Linked DNA regions of Neogale vison: region 1 is linked to region 2. Evidence: chromatin contacts called from public Hi-C data. All regions are on one chromosome and are shown on one strand. Each heading gives the region's core, a stretch centred on a gene start, on an enhancer-like site or on the middle of the called end of the contact. The rest is flanking DNA. Distances are from core to core; before and after follow the strand shown. Region 1 holds the start of DENR (density-regulated protein). Region 2 holds the start of KNTC1 (kinetochore-associated protein 1).

Region 1 (4,575 bases), core at 903-3,402, 140 kb after region 2:
CAAATTAAAAAAAAAAAAAATTCTAAAAAAAAAAAAAAAGAGAGTTGAAAAGATAAACAGAGGTGGTTGAAGCAATTCAGAGACTAGTGGCAGCAAGAAGCCAACAATCACACTGCCAGGCTACAGATTAGATCCAGGAAGAAATCCAGGGTACAGGTGCCCAGGGTCAGGGATCCCCTAACAATACAGTGGGTTAACCAGTGGAGTCAGGGATGCTGTTCACCGGGGTGGGGTGGGATGGCTGGGAAGGTGACTGTTCCTATTGCTGCCTCCTGTTGGCTGAACCCAGCTGGAAACTGAGGAACAAGAAAGCCAGGGAATGTAGTCTCTGGGGGTCCAGCACCCCCTTCTTTACAAAGCAGAACAGGAAAAGGGTGAGAAAGGGAACTGAAGCCATTGAGTCTACTACGCAGTACTGGCCACTTAGCCACATCTCATCACATCTAAGATGCCATTGATTATGGATGCCATTATTTTATGCAACCCTAAGAAAGAAAAAGAGCTGCCAATTAAACTATGACACGATGCTAAAACTTCATCCATTGCAATGTGTCTTGGTATGAGATATTAAAATGTGGAAAATATGCATCTTAAGATCAATAAAATATGCTATTAGCTGTGTGATTTTTTTAAAAAAAGATTTTATTTATTTATTTGACAGACCAAGATCACAAGTAGGCAGAGAGGCAGGCAGAGAGAGAGGAAGGAAGCAGGCTCCCTGCTGAGCAGAGAGCTTGATGCGGAGCTAGATCTCAGGACCCTGAAATCACAACCTGAGCTGAAGACAGAGGCTTTAATCCACAGAGCCACCCAGGTGCCCCTAGCTGTGTGATTTTAAGCACATGTCAACTTAATTCATTCCACCTTTGAGCTACAATTTTACCATCTGGAAATCAAAGACAATACCTGGGGGGGGTATTGTAAGGATCAAATCAGCTATCACTTTTAAGACGGTTAAGTTTAGCAAGAGTAGACACTTGTCTCTTGTTCACTGTGTTTCCAGTGCCTAGCACAGTGCTTAGCGCATACTAGGAACACAAGGTAATTTTGTGGAGTGAATCCCCCGGACTCTATATTCCCAAATGAGCAGGTTATTGGCACATAGTGGCAGCTGGGTTTCAGTAAATGGAAGTTATTATTGGAACAGAAAGCTATTATTATTGGACTCAACCACGTTTGGGAATAAGATCTTCTTTCACTAGTTAAAGAGAATGGACTCTTCTATGGGGGAAAGGAGGGACTCCTCTTTTAAGAAAGATGTCAAAGTGGAGGCCACAGTCTCTGGTGGAAAAGATTGTGCCAGATGGCTTTGTGCACACGAAGTAAATCTTGAGCAGAAAATTTAAAGGTGGTGGTGGTGGCGGCGGCAAAAGAAATTGGCAGGGAAGGAAGCAAAGAGGTGGGGGACAAAACAAAATACGACTACGAAGCACATTTTGGTCATCATTTTCCCAACCCTCAGCGATCTGCAAGCACTGTCATGTTGTTCCCATCTCACAAATGGGACTCAGGCGGAGCTCGGTGAGGAATTCCCGAAGGAAAACAACCAGACGGAAGCAGAGCTGAGACGCCAACCTCCCCCCCACCCCCGCGTGTGGTTCTGTCTACCCGGCTTCTGGCTGCTGAAAGCCGGAGATCCGAGAGATTAATTCCAATTTGCAACCCATGTAAGGATAGGTAAATACGAGGAAGGCGATGAAAACAGCTGTTAGGGTGGTGAGATTATGGGCGATGAAAACAATCTAAGGAGCGCTGACATGATCATCTCCAGAATAATTCAGCCAGTGCAAGGAGAGGTGTTGAAACCAAACGCCTTTTCCAGCTGCCATCTCCCCGCGGAGGAGTGACTTATCCAACAGGCTGGAGGTTAGTCAGGACTCCCGGATGCACCCCAAACGCGGGGCAACATTCCCCAGCTCATTAATAGGGAGTCACTGATGACTACGGCTCACTTCCCCACTGCATCCGCGCCCGCTTCCACGCGGAGTACGCCGAACGCCCATTCTCTCCCGCGGGTAACGAGCACCGCCTACTGGCTGTCAGCCGTTCGGAGGCTTGGCCCCGCCCTCGAACGAAACGCGCATGCTCCTCAAGGCCCCTCCGCCTCCGCCTCCAGGCTTCTCGCGACAGCCGCCCAGCGGCGGCCTGAATCTCGCGATAAAGGCTTGTTGTCTCGCGGGACCGCGGCTGGCAGACGGGCTTTCAGGCGGCCCTGGCCGGGGAAGAGGAGTTGCATGTGTCGCTTCAGCTGGCGGTAGTGGCGGGAGCGGAGGCGGCGGGGGTTGTGCGACCGCCCGGGTAACGACCCCTTGTGCCTTTCGCTCTTCGGAGAAGCTCGTAGAGAGCGTGGGGGAAGCCGAGGTGCTGCCCGGCGGAAGGGGGCCGGGCCGGGCGTCTCCACACCCCCGCCCACATGGGCCTCTCTGGTGTCCCCGGGATTGCCCCTTTGCCTCAGATCCTCCCCCAAGTCCTGGCCGCCCTTGTCGCCCCAGTGCTCTTACATTCTGACCCTTGCTGATTCTTCTGCCCCCATTTTCTCTCTTCAGATTCTGGTCTCCCCGCCCCCTCCCACTTCCATCCCCTTCCCTGATTCCTGTGTCCCTCCCTTGGCGTTGAGCTGCCCCCACACCCTGTACCCAGGGCACCTCTAGTCACCCACCCCTTCTTCGTAGGCTTTTTAAGCCTCTTTTCCTCCAGCTGCTTTGTGGCCTTTTTTTTTTTTGCTGCAGTTTGCATCCCTCCCAGATCACCCCCAGACCTTTTGTCCCGTCACTAGGGATCATCCTCCCCATCCTATTATTCTGTTGCTTCCTCTTTCCCCTGCTGCCCTCCCCACCCCCCCCTCCCACCCCAATTCTTCACGGTCTTTTTGCTGCTGTCACTTGCTTCCCTGTAGACCTGTGGAGCTGGTAGTTCTGTGCCCAGAATTGCGTGTATTTTGTGAATCTTAATGCAGCTTGTATCCTTCACTTAAGAACAGAATCGAAATAGATTTAGGGGTGAGGTATTGCTAGTGCGAGGGGTGAGGCTACATCTGAACAGTGCCTTTTTGGGGTCTTGGTCCGAAAGAGTGAAAATGTGTTATTTTCCTTGCTTACAGGTTTGGGAGATGGCTGCTGATATTTCTGAATCCGGTGGGCATGATTGCAGAGGAGACCCGAGGGGCAATACCAAGATAGATGCAGACTACCCACTTCGAGTCCTTTACTGTGGAGGCAAGTGTTACAAAGCAGAAAATGGCTCTTTAATGCTCCCTTTATTTTTATGCATTGTGATAGTAGTATCACATTTGGTCCTGTTAATCCTCTTCTCATCTGTCTTTGTTATCGGGGAAATCCTCAGTTGGGGGCTGGAGGGTGTTGGTGAAGGGGAGGCATGGGTTAACTTGTTTTTCCCCTGACGTGTATGACTTGTGTCTTGCTACTTGGCCTGGAGACGCTTACAGTCAGAAATAGAGATTTGGAAATGGATGATTTCAATCTAATGTTACTTGGTAGCCTGGCTATTAGAGGAGTTGTTCTTGGAAGATACTGAGTCTAAAGGGATGACAAGGACCGGGTGAGGACGTGGGGAAGGGCATCCCAGATGAAGTGAGCAGGTCTGCAAGAAAGGACTTGATTCACATCTGCGGAGAAGTGAGCAGCTTTGGGTTAGTATAGTGTGGATATAGGATAGGGAGGGTGTCAGTGAGGAATGGAAGTTGATGAGGTTGGAACAGTGGGTCATGGGACAGTCTTGGGAAAGTCTTCTTGGTTTCATCACTAATATATCTGTTAGATTGAATCTAGATTCTTTTTTTCTTAGAGTGTTTTCCCTCATTTTCTCTCTTTTTTTAAAAGGTTTTATTTGTTTACCTGACAGAGACACACAGAGAGAGGGAACACAAGCACAGGGAGAGGGTGAGGGAGAAGCAGGTCTCTTACCAAACAGAGAGCCTGATGCGGGCCCGATCCCAGGACCCTGAGATCACGACCCGAGCTGGGCAGAGGCTCAACCCACTGAGGCACCCAGGGGCCCCATTTCCCTCATTTTCAATGCAGAAATATTTGAATTGGAAATGGTTCTGATTTTATTAGCATTTTGCAAAGTTTCAGAAAAATCTGAAGGTACAGGATAGCAGAGGGGGCAAGGAAATACTAATTTTTCTCAGGAAATATTTTTGACCACTTACTTGGTGCCTCACAGTGTTTTAGGTGCCAGGGACTGAGTAGTGATTGGATAAGTCGAGAAAGGTCCTTGTGTTTGGAGACTTTACATTTTTTAAGTATAATAAGAGACATCATCTGGAGTTTAGTTTACTACCGAAGGAGAGGGGATATCACTGAGTTAAAAAAATGTTGTCAACTTGGTATTTGTCGGATATCTTCGAGAGTAAAAATTATAAAATACCTCAGTGAGAATAAGGCAGAGAAACTTTTTATAGGGTTGATTGAGTTTTGTTACGATACTAGTCTTACTTGGTCATCTTGTTTGCCTTTGGAGTCACAGACTAGTGTCTGCATCCTGACTCCAGCATTACCAGCTATGTGACCTTGGGCAAGTTACCTAATTCATTTAAGGATTAAAGGTGTGTTT
Region 2 (5,364 bases), core at 1,615-4,114:
TCCCTTAAGAAAATCAATCCAGAAAACAAATGCCAAGGAAACTAAATGGGGAGTAATTTAACAAATGAAGTGTGAGACTGCACTATTTCAACAACTAGTTACTGAGAGTCACAAATGTGCCAAACTCAATGCTAGACTCAAAGAGTAAAATGATAAACGCTTAGGATGAAAGACATAAATGTGTTAAACCTCTAACAATGGTAAAAAAACAAAACAAAAAAACACAGCCAAACCAAACCAAGCACAAAGGAAGAAACTAATTGCTGGAGAGACTCTCAGGTGATCACACATGCTTTCTCCAGTTTTCTATGTATGGGTGATTTCTGGAATCATAAAACTTTTGTGAGGAAAGCTTTCATCACAGAATCGAGTTCAACTTTCTGATCTTACGAAGGAGATCCAACAACATTACCTGCCTCTCCTAGGATGGTACTCTAGCTCTTTGCTGTCTACTATTAAATAACTGATGCTGTATCACAGGTAAGGATACTTAAGATTTTCACAATACTGGTCATTTTCTTTTAATTCTTGTTCTCATCATTATCATTACAAACTATTTCATATGTCTCTGATGCTGTGAAGTGCTGGTAGGGCTTGCATTTGGTAAAATAAAATCGCAAAAACTGAAGCACTGCTCACTTCTCTTAATTCATGCGACTTCTCTACCAAAACCAGCATTCCTAAACCACTGGCACGTCTCATTCACTCTTACAGAGATCATGACCAGAATGGAAAACCACCTTCTGATGGAAAAGGCAGCATCTAGACCAGGCAGTACAAGTTTTCAGTCAATGGCTTATTTACTTGCTTAACATGGGAGAAGCTTGGCATCAGGGAAGTCAAATGCCCTTTGCTTAGAAAGGTACCCTGTAATACAAGATAAAAACTTACACCAAAGAGCCATTTTCACCTGTAAAATACACTATAGAAACAAACAAAAACAACCATTCTATCACTAAACAGACTACAAATGATAGGTGGCCACTTCTCCCACACAAAACTTTTATTTCCATGAGGTTATTTTATAGTGCCCTAGTGAAAAGTATCCAAAAAATGAAGTGAATAAAATTTCTCTGAAAATTACTAAGCTTTATTTCAATTTATCAGGGTGTACATACTAAATCTTAAATGCTAACTGCAAAACTGTCCTCTACTCCAGCACCTGCTTTTTCACCACTGTAATCTTAACATTTACATCCCGTTTAAAACCCTAATAATGCTCAAGACAGTACACAAATCTTTCTCCAGTGCAAAGAAGGTACACTGGATTTAATACTAGGCCACTTCTCCAGGGAACTGTGTCTCTTTATTGAAGGAGGCACTGCAGCACCAAATGTATGAACGGACTTTATTTTTTTAATATATTTGAGCCCAAGTAAAACACCACTATTCTTTAAAGTACCTTAAAAGGCCCAAAACACTATTTAAACAAAGGAAAACATTACATCAATTAATTGCACAAACACCAAACAGCCTTCCAACTGTTTGAAACCTTATTAAAAAAAAAGGTTCTTAATTCAATTAGGTATTGGGGGAGGGGAGTGCAGAAACCATCCTAATTTCAGATACCCCAATTTTTAGCAAGGGCAAATTACGAATCTTCCGGTATGTTTATAGTCCTACTTATTTTTGGAGTACATAGAACTTTCTAGTTAATCGAAAAGAACACAAGATGCTTGCATTTTTCTTTTAACAGGGTTAAGAAAAACGAAGTAGTCACAATAATGTGATCCAGCAGAACTGAGCATCCTATACCCGAAGCAGGCTTTTTAAAAGAACTAGTGTTCTTATTTAAAATTAAATGGGTCAATGAAGGGTTCTTAAATTTAAGAAACAACGCCAATGATAAGGCTTTATTATAATCCTTCTCAAAGACTTCAAAATGATTACATCACGAGCCGCTTCGGAAACGAACGACAATCGGAATTCGTAGTTCAAAGCCCTCTCGGAATTAAGTCGATTTTTTTTTTTACTCCCTTTGAGCAACAGCTTCCTCAGCTCCGTACTAAGGAATAAACTAAGGTTTTCACAGACAAAACACTAATTAAAATTATGCAACTAGAATTTTACTGAGCGTAAGCAAAAAAATCACCCCCCAAAACGTTACAAGACGATTCTCTTCTTCCATTCTACTCCTTACAGACAACGCCTTTCTGATCCCATACTTTTCAAAGACCCCCCCCCCATCCCTTTTCTCTCTTCCCCAGCCCTTCCCCAACGCGAACAGAAATTCCCAAGCCCTAATGAAACTCAATAAAAACGACTAACAATAATGAGTTAGCTAAGCTGGAGACCGGTCTACGAGTGGAACGGAATACAGGCCTAGGAGAGGGATGAGGAAAGTTCTGGAAAAAAAAAAAAGACACTCCCTGCGGCTCCCCACCCCCACCGACACCGACACCGCCTCATTTCCCCCTCCCTACAGCAGGCAGCCATGATGGCGGGCGCAGAAGAAGGCCGCGGCGCCATTTTGTCCACACACGCGCGGACAACAGCTCTGGGAGCCGTTCACCCGCTCTTTGGAGAGTAGCAGAAAAATACCCCGGGTTTTATACTCAGCGTCGGCACCTACCGCCATAGTCCAGAGTCCTGGCCGCTAGGGCGGCGCCTCCACTTGCCGCTCTCAACTGTACCGGCCGCCCCGACGCTTCGCCACAGACTAAATCGCTCGCGCGAGAGACCCGGATGGCACAAAGGGGATGAGGCCCGGCGCGTCGCACAGCTTGCTGGGAAAAAAAAAAAAAAGGGTGGTGATAAGAGTCTCTATAGCAACGCGATTCGAGGAAGTGATTGGTTGTTCTTCTGAAAGGGGCGTGTAAGGCCAGAGAGGGGGCGGAGCCAAGAATACACCCTAGAATGCGCAGCCGGGAAATCGGAATGGGTGGAATTTAAGGTGGGGCAACTTCCTAGTTCGATTTTAAAGCAATTTTGGCCTCCTCCGGCTGCCGTAAAAGGGGTTGGGTTTGGTGTTCTCCCGCCAATTTAAACCCGTGGGCTAGAACCTGAAGCGATTAGGGACAGTTGTGGGTGGCAGGAAGAGGGACGATAAGTTTGAGTGTTCTTCTTTAGTTTCTTCAGTTGCAGGTGAGGAGGGGGAAATGCGCTGCTGTAGAGACCTGGGGGTGGGTTCAGGTCGTAGTAACAGCGGCCTCAGCTCAGTTCGGGTGTTTTCCCATCAAGAAGCTGGCGGGAGTGAGTTTGAAGTCGGTTCTTGCTGGTCCGTTGTCCGGTGGCGAGCGTTTGTGCATGGGGGCCTAACTGACACTTTCATTTCACCTAATTCGCTAATCGGTTCTCCACCCAGCCTCTCGACTGATCAAAAATCGTTTATCAAATCAGGTCACTCGTCTCCTCAGTGTCTTTCCCCTGTAGTACCGAGCATAAAAACCCAATCTTAAAGTTGAGGATTCGTTTAGCTTTTGAACTGTTCCGTTTTTGCTGTGGCCCAGCAGCCGCCCCAAACTCCTTCCAGCCTCCGAGCCTTTGCACTGGCCTGCATCTCTTTTTTCTCTCCGAGCTTTGCAGAGTTGGCTTCTTGCCCTTGGGATCTCAGCTCCCATGTTCTCTCTTTCCTTTACCCAACAGGTTCTTATTTGACCCCTTGGCCCCCACCTGAGCATCGTTTAGTTCAAAACTTTAGCACTGTTCGTAATTGGGCACTTACTTATTTTTGTAGGGAGGTAACACAACAGTTAATAGGTGTGAATTTGAATTTTGTCTAACTATATCATTTACTCAATTTAGGTGACTTGGCCATTTATTTAATCCCTGGCTTGTGCCTCTGCTGCAAAATGGGTTGTTGTGCAGATTAAATGAGTAGAGCATTCAAAACTGCTGTGCATACTCAATACATGTTAACTGTTTTGTTTGTCCTTCTTAGACTAATATAAACTTTGTAATGATGACAGGGCTTTTCTGACTTCTGAGCTGTATTCTTGCTCTAGAGCACTCCCTGATACAAAGTAGGCATCAATAAACACTTGTTGAATGAGTGACTTGACAGCTCTGGAAGGTTGATAGTATTTCTCTATTTTTTTCATATGTGGGGCACAGAGACCCATCAAAGTACTCACCCGAGCCTGTCCCTCCTGTCTTAATCTCCTTCCAACTCCCACCCAAAAACACGAGCCACTAGAACTATTGTTTGTTCTAACAAGCTTTGTTTTGTACCTTTGCTCACACTCTTGGTAACAGCTCCTTTCCTATATTTAAAAACCTCCTATGACCATAGCCTAAATGTTACCTGTTTTCACCAATGAAAATGATAAATTACCTAACGCTTAATATTGAGTGCTTGCCATGAACCAAGCACTGTTGCATGAGTATTTAAAACTCATTACCTTTGCAGGTACAACTATTCCTATTACAGGTAACTGAGGAACAGAAGAAGGATTACGTTGCTTTCTCGAAGACAACTGGTTATAAGTGAAAAGCACCTTTGCTGTGCTGTATGTTCCATAAAATTTAAAACCTACTTTTGCTAGCACTTATCAAAACAGTTGTAATTATTTGGTTGCTATTCTCCACCAGTGACTGATCAGGGATTATTTTTCATCTTCGTATTCTATTCCAACTCACAGCACACAAAATGAGTTACATAAGTCTCGGCTGATGAGATGTTCAAGTGACTCTCCTAGGTTACAGGTATAATCTTTGATTCAGTCAGAAACCTAATCCAATTTTTCCCCTTTCCCCTTAGCATTTTCATTTATTGTTATAATACTGGAAACATTAATTGACTTTTTAAAAAGTTTCTTTGGAACCTTAACCATCCTCAGATATCTTCTCAGTCTGACTTTAGGTCTCCTGCTATTTATTGCTATACTGCTAAAAGGCTTATTTCAAATGAAAACTTGTTATAAGTTTAAGTTATAAGTTTTTTGTTTTTTTTTTTAAGATTTTATTTATTTATTTGACAGAGAGAGATCACAAGTAGGCAGAGAGGCAGGCAGAGAGAGAGAGAGGAGGAGGAAGCAGGCTCCCTGCCGAGCAGAGAGCCCAATGCGGGACTCGATCCCAGGACCCTGAGATCATGACCTGAGCCGAAGGCAGCGGCTTAATCCACTGAGCCACCAGGCGCCCCAAGTTATAAGTTTAAGCTAGGCACACAACATACTAGAAGCTCTAGGATACATTGGTGAGATCAAATTTGTCTGATCCTAGACAGATACAGATATATATATATATATATATATATATATTTTTTAAAGATTTTATTTATTTATTTGACAGAGATTACAAGTAGTCAGAGAGGCAGGCAGGTGTGGGGGGGAAGCAGGCTCCCTGCTAAGCAGAGAGCCTGATTTGGGGCTAGATCCCAGGTCCCTGAGATCATGACCTGAGCCAAAGGCAGAGGCTTAACCC

The links. A called contact is a pair of places that touch in the nucleus more often than the background predicts.
Region 1: a contact with region 2 is called in a Hi-C map of fibroblasts, with 3 times the contacts expected there. The contact joins the promoter of DENR here to the promoter of KNTC1 in region 2. A contact is called at or near these places in 2 of 3 Hi-C or Micro-C datasets (fibroblasts and muscle).

What each region holds. Positions count from the first base shown.
Region 1 is chr3:197,250,084-197,254,658 of ASM_NN_V1, forward strand. DENR (density-regulated protein) reads left to right here and starts at 2,153. Exons shown (of 8, transcript XM_044243475.1): 1 at 2,153-2,254; 2 at 3,101-3,215. The coding sequence starts at 3,110.
Region 2 is chr3:197,107,450-197,112,813 of ASM_NN_V1, forward strand. KNTC1 (kinetochore-associated protein 1) reads left to right here and starts at 2,865. Exons shown (of 64, transcript XM_044243442.1): 1 at 2,865-2,893. RSRC2 (arginine/serine-rich coiled-coil protein 2) reads right to left here and starts at 2,711. Exons shown (of 10, transcript XM_044243438.1): 1 at 2,573-2,711. The coding sequence starts at 2,578.